2 separate regions of the Mus musculus genome follow, and region 1 is linked to region 2. The links are chromatin contacts, called in public promoter capture Hi-C maps. All regions are on one chromosome and are shown on one strand. Each heading gives the region's core, a stretch centred on a gene start, on an enhancer-like site or on the middle of the called end of the contact. The rest is flanking DNA. Distances are from core to core; before and after follow the strand shown. Region 1 holds the start of Ush2a (usherin). Region 2 holds the start of 1700023G09Rik (a long non-coding RNA gene).

Region 1 (3,139 bases), core at 459-2,958, 1.3 Mb before region 2:
AAATATTAAACAAAAGATCAGTGGGAGCCAGAGAGAGACTCAAAGGCTAAGAGCGATTGATGCTCATACAAAGGACCTGAGCCCAAGTCAGGTGGCTTGTAAGCACCCACAGAGCCAGCTCCGAGGTCCTCAAAGCCCTCTCTGGCTTCTACAGGCACTGTATTTACAGGCACACATGTAAACACATACATAGCAAAATGTAAACAGTAAGTTAAATAAAGATGAGTCAAAATGTTGCTGATGTTTCTAAACAGGCCTTGTATTACTTAAGGCACGGCAGTCAACTGTCACTGAGAGAAGAGGTGACAGCAGGAAGAGTTCACGACTGCACCAACCAAAGTTGGTCACATGGAAGCTTCACTCCCATTCACGTCGAGGGCATCCTTAACAGACTCAAGAGCTGGGGAGCTCTTAAGAACCTCTGAGGATGGGGACACCACGTGGGTCAAAGACTGTACTGTGAGGGAGGTGGGGTGCTGTCCGCATGTTCAACTCTACTGTTGAACATCTTCGATTTGTTATGTGAAATGTTTATTGAGAAAAGAAAGGTAAGTAAAACAGCCCTACGCCTTCAGAAAGCTACCTGTCTAGTCAAAGTTTTTGACTATAAGGCTAGGACCAAAAGTTCAGCTAGTCTATGAGAAATAAAAAGAATAAATAATATATGACTCTGGTATAATTGATATTTATCAATTTATAATTCTATTGTGTGTTATACTAAATAATATATGTTACATATGTACTTGAGGTATGTTCAGATATATGCCCCCCTCAATGCAACTATTTCAATATTTTCGCTGTCCATTTTCATTTTCAACAGATTGAAAACATTTCAGGAAACAATACTCACATTGTAGAGCCAGAAAAGGGAAGACTAACACAGCAGCTGGTCTTCAACGGTAGCCCCCACAGCTGTAACAGCTGTACTGTTACCTTAATTTCTAGGTGAGACCTCAGATTGCAATAGTTTCCACAACTTCCCATTTCACGGGGGTTCTAGGTCAAATGAAAACTAGAAACAGCTGGTGTTACTCACATAGTGCCTCCTTGCTCAAGCTTCAACCACACAGCTAAGGTCAATTCGGCTGCCAGCCTCGGAGCCCGTAGAGACGGGCAGTTCTGGTGACTTCCGAACATGAAGCTCACGGAGCTGCTCCTGGAGTAAGGGTGGAGATCACCGTCGTCTGCAGGGATGCAGCTCCGGAGGCCTTCTAGGAGGGCAGTATAGAGAGGAGAGGCAGAGCGGTAGGGGCAATCCTGGATACACAGCCTCTCCGTACACAGTTGCACATGCTCAGCCGCCACCGGGCTACGACAAAAAGTGCTAGGGCCTGGGAATCCACACGTGGCGTGGGTTGGCACAGTGGATACCTTCCTGAAAGCACCCACATTCTCCAGCCTTGGGAAAACGCCCTGTGAGGCAGCCAACACCAATACCGAAGCCAAATAGGCAAGGATCAATGTTTTAATGGTGTAACACAGGAAGCCCGGTGAGAGAGCCAGGTAATGCATGATTACAAAAAAGGATTCTTCACCCAATGAAGCATTCCTAAATTAAGATCCAGGGCTGCACTGTTCACCAGAAATCCTGGAAAGGCACTTGATCCCTGAGATGTTTCATCTTGGGGAGACTGTAGACACACTGTCACAGGGAAGGCAGAGCAAGGGTGTCCTGAGGGAGGACAGAAACATGAGTCGAAGCCGGTGCCTGGTGAACAACACACAAGAAATCGATAGTTTATTCTAAGCATGAAGATCTGATGCCCCCTACAAAAACAATGGAGAACTTCTCAAAGTCCATTATGAACCACACAACTTAGAGTCAAAAAATATGACAAAGATCTGAACGTTATTGGACAAATCACGCTCATCGACCTATAGGACAATCAGTTTGTGTATTTATGGATGATTGTGTGTTGTAGAGGCTTACAGCTACTGTGAGCTGTTACTCGACCCCAGAGAATTGGCACCACCCACTCTAATTAATGCAGTAAAGCATCCTTTAGCTCTTTTCACGAACACCATATGTTGTGACCAGAGCTAACTTGCATTTACCCAAAGTGCAGCAAGCTAAGCACTCTGGGCCTTTCCCCCTCATCCCAGCCTGCACAGCTACTTTAAGCTCACAGCAAAGCTGATTAGAAACTCAATACCATCTGCTTGCCCTGTGCCTTAATATTTATCAAGCATTTGTGTTAATGTTTCCACATATGACTCCGTATTTGGAGGTTAAATATGGATTCCTAATGCCGTGTAAGTAATTGTATTGATAAATAAGCTGAGTTACTATTTCTTTATTGCATTTCAACCAGTCCCCTCAGTGTGAGAAATAGCTCCTGGACAGGACCTCTGTCCCACGTTGCCTGGCAACCTTGCTGTCACCCCCTCCCCATTACGTCTAGGAAATAGGCCCCGGCAGCATGAAGGCCCTGAGTGAGACTTGTCACTCAGGCCACTCTTCCCCAGAGCTCAAAAGGGTTACCTGTAGCTCAGTGTAGGCTGTTCGGTGGCCCCTCAGCAACTGAGGTGTCCTGGCTTTCAAGGCTTTCAAGCTGGTACAGTGGGAGGGAGTCAGGTGGGGCATGCATGCTTAATTTTTAAAGTAGCAGTACACCTTATCCTGTAATACCCTGCCAGGCCCCTCCCTTTCCCTGCTTTTATGAATCTTACTCCATGCGATGCTTTAATCACAAAGGCCTGATTCTATAAGACAGCAACTATATGGGTCGTTCTGCAGTTCTGCATGTTCCCTCTTTGGGAGGAAGGAGCCAGCATGAGGCTGGCCAATTGATGGAATTTTCTCTTTGGCTTTGTTCACCTCAGGACATCCTGCTCTAACTGTGTTTGATTACTTAAGGCAAGATACACCGTGGACTTCTAAACACTGGGCTTGGAAAACAGACTCTAAACCAGCCAGAGAAGGAACCAGGGACTAATGGGGCTGCCAAATTGTAGTCACCTGACTGCCAGCTCATGTGTGGTGTCTGTATGCACATACATCCAAAGTTGTCATTTCTGTCCTCTGGATTATGCCATCCTACATTAAAATATTCTAAGATTTCAACAGTCTTTGTAACCTGTCAGCCTCATCTTTTAAAAAAGTGTAAGATGGTCTGGAAAGCCAAGAGTTAATTTGTTC
Region 2 (2,951 bases), core at 39-2,538:
CCACATACTTAAAATTCCAATTTAATTGTAGTCTTAATTAACCGGAATTTGAAATTTCACGAACGTTTTCTTTTTTTCCTTATTCTGAGACAGTGCTTTGTGTAGCCCAGGCTGGTTTCCAACTAGTCACGTAGCTATGGACAACCTTAAACCCAGGTCCTCAGGTACCAGCCTCCCTCTTAGGTGCTGGGATTCCAGGCATGTGATGTCATAATCAGTTTGCAGAGTTTAAAATTTCAAAGCTAGTTATCAGAGTAAAGTAATAGACTAACTAACCAGCATTCCTGGTTAGAACTAACCAGGTATAGTCATAGAAAATAGCCACCATTCCAGAGATTATTCTTTTCTTGCCAGGATCTAATGACTCCAGGGCTCTTCTCAGCTTCTGCCCCAGAGAAATAGCCTGGCAGCCGTATAAGCCAGTCACAAGCTTTCCTGATCTGAGTCCATCTGGTCTTATGCAAAAACCACCTCTGTTTCCTGGAATGGTGTAGTCCTGTTATTTTTTTCCCTATGTAATACCCCCCAATAAGATTTTAAGATGAGTTCCTCACAAAATTATGACTATTATATTAAATAAACAGGAATATCATTAAAACCTAAAGAAAGGGGCAGAAGTAATTTCAGTACCAGTCATTTCTTCTTAGTGAATGCTTTATCTAAACGGTCGTTGAACTCTCCTCCTCTCAAATCGAGCTCACTTAAAACTCTAATGTTGGATTTGCTCCCATACCAGGTAGATGCAGTCACTGCCAGCACCAGGCTGGGCTTCCTGCATTTACCCATCACTTCACAGACCACCTCACATCATCCTCACAGCCTTCACACCTCCAATCCCAAAGTCTCTCTCTGTGCTACAGCCGAACACCTTGGGAATTCTTTTGATCTGCATCTGTCTAATAATCTCATCTCCATGCGCAGAAAGCACTGGAAGTTTGCTGTCCGTCCTCCAGGTTAAGGTTGTCCGCTCTTCAAAGAAATTTAAGATCATCAAAGCCTCTTGGAGAGCAAAGCGCTCCACTGGTTTGAGTAAAACTGACATCACAATAGTTCACCAAAGAGCTGTGGGTCCTCCCACAGCAGTGTGCGCGTGATGAGCTCCGGGACCCCCTCAAGCCCCAGGGTTCCTTCCACACAGCTGCTGGAGGAATAACAGCCACCAACATCCCACAACATCAAGGCAACAGCAGCGCTGAAATGGAATGTACAGTTAAATAAAACCCAAACTCCAGATCCCTTCTCTGAAAGGGCCTAATTTCTTTCCCCTCTTGGAGTGGCTTTGAAACAGGGCTCGTTCTACAGGCAAGAAGAGTCTTTGTTCACTGATTGCTTGTGATGTAATTAGCTGATGGTCAGGCTCCTGCATATTTTGTGTGAACAGGACAACAATGTGTGTGTGTGTGTGTGTGTGTGTGTGTGTGTGTGTAAGAGGCTTAGCCAATCTGGAAATCTTTTGAATTTTAAGACACAATTAGTCTGAGTCATTACAATAGCAGCAGGAGAAAGCAGCAAGGCCAGCCACTTCGTTGTGAGTCAGGAATTTTTACCTCAGGAAATGAGAATGCTGCTCTTCTCTTCTCACTTGTAGCAGTGGGAAAAAGAGTCTGAATTGAGTGATTTTAGACCCAGAAAGCTGCTGTTTAGAATTCCCAGCTCTCCTTAAGCCAGGGTCTACAAGCTGAATGTTGGTTTCCAAGAGATTTTTAGTTGACTTTTTTTTTTTTCCTCTGTGACTTTGGATGTTATTTTGATGACAGATTATCAAAACACTAAAATCTATGTTAGAAACATCACTAGCAATGAGGAAAAATAAAAGGGGGAAATAGACCTTGGTCATGACTGTTAAACAGAGAGAATATTGAAAACCTCTTTTTTTTTTTTTTTTTTTTTGGAAGAAAACAAAAGGCCAAGCTGCATATGTTTACTAAGTTTGCTATGACATTAGAGTGACTTTTGAATTTCATGTTGACAGGAACTAAGCTGTTCAGTTACTGCCATCTTATGTCTCAGACTTCTCCGTGCATGGCCTCTGGTTTGTGCCTCTCAGATTTCTAGAGACCCAGAAGAGAGCTTTGAATATCTTGTGAGTTCATCCACAATGATTCCCCTCTCTCTCTCTCCCCCCACCCCCCCCACCCTGAGTGTGTGTGTGTGTGTGTGTGTGTGTGTGTGTGTGTAGGACAGTGGGTTTGATTAAGGAGAAGCACCCTCCCTGGCTTTCCCAGATCACATCCATCACGTTGATCAGCCCCCGAAAGGCAACATATTGTCTGGGACCGGGCCAAGGAGGGATATCAATTTCACAATTGCACTTACGTCGTTCAGCCAGGAACCGGTTTATTTTTGGCTAGTGCAGTCTGAGACCCACTTTGGAAGCTTCATTCACAGGTTCTCGCTTTCTGCCAGCTTCTTGGGAACTTTCTCTTTAGTCAAACAGAGGCGTCTCTTTGCAAAGCAAATTCGCCCCCTGTGTGCCAGTCTGGAACCAGACATCTTCCATAAGTCATGTTTTATATTTTAAGAGTTCTGAGAGTTTTTCCTCTTCTATTATTAATTCTTTTACAAAGAGAGATTTTTATCAAGGAAAAGGGATTCCTTTCAAACATAGATCTAAGAAAAAGCCATGGTGGGTAGCAATATTATTTGAGGAAAGTTTTTTAAAAGCAACAATTGTATCAAGAATTTGTGACATCAGCTAATAGCAACGACAGTGATAAAATATCATTTATGCTGTTAAGAAGCCAGCCCTATTGAGGCGCATGGCTTTTGCTGTCTGGCATCTAAGTGTCTAAATGTCTTTTTAAATGATTTTTTAATATTGTATGTTGAGAAGTAACAGAGTTACATATTGTGGTTCAGGTCCTTGTCAACATTTAACACAGATGGTTCACAGCACTCTGACCATGGTCACTACTTGTATGTTTTCCCCTTTAAAACACATAGCCCGTTAA

What was found. Promoter capture Hi-C pulls out the DNA fragments that hold promoters and counts their contacts.
Region 1: a promoter capture Hi-C map of hippocampal neurons shows a contact between it and region 2, with 6 times the contacts expected there. The contact joins the promoter of Ush2a here to the promoter of 1700023G09Rik in region 2. A contact is called at or near these places in 1 of 39 promoter capture datasets (hippocampal neurons) and 2 of 9 other capture datasets (adipose tissue and liver).

The regions. Positions count from the first base shown.
Region 1 is chr1:188,261,407-188,264,545 of GRCm38.p6, reverse strand. It overlaps Ush2a (usherin), which reads right to left and starts at 1,708. Exons shown (of 71, transcript NM_021408.3): 1 at 1,037-1,708. The coding sequence starts at 1,512.
Region 2 is chr1:186,924,955-186,927,905 of GRCm38.p6, reverse strand. It overlaps 1700023G09Rik (a long non-coding RNA gene), which reads right to left and starts at 1,288. Exons shown (of 4, transcript XR_865834.3): 1 at 829-1,288. The region is part of intron 1 of Gm39732 (a long non-coding RNA gene); the gene reads left to right.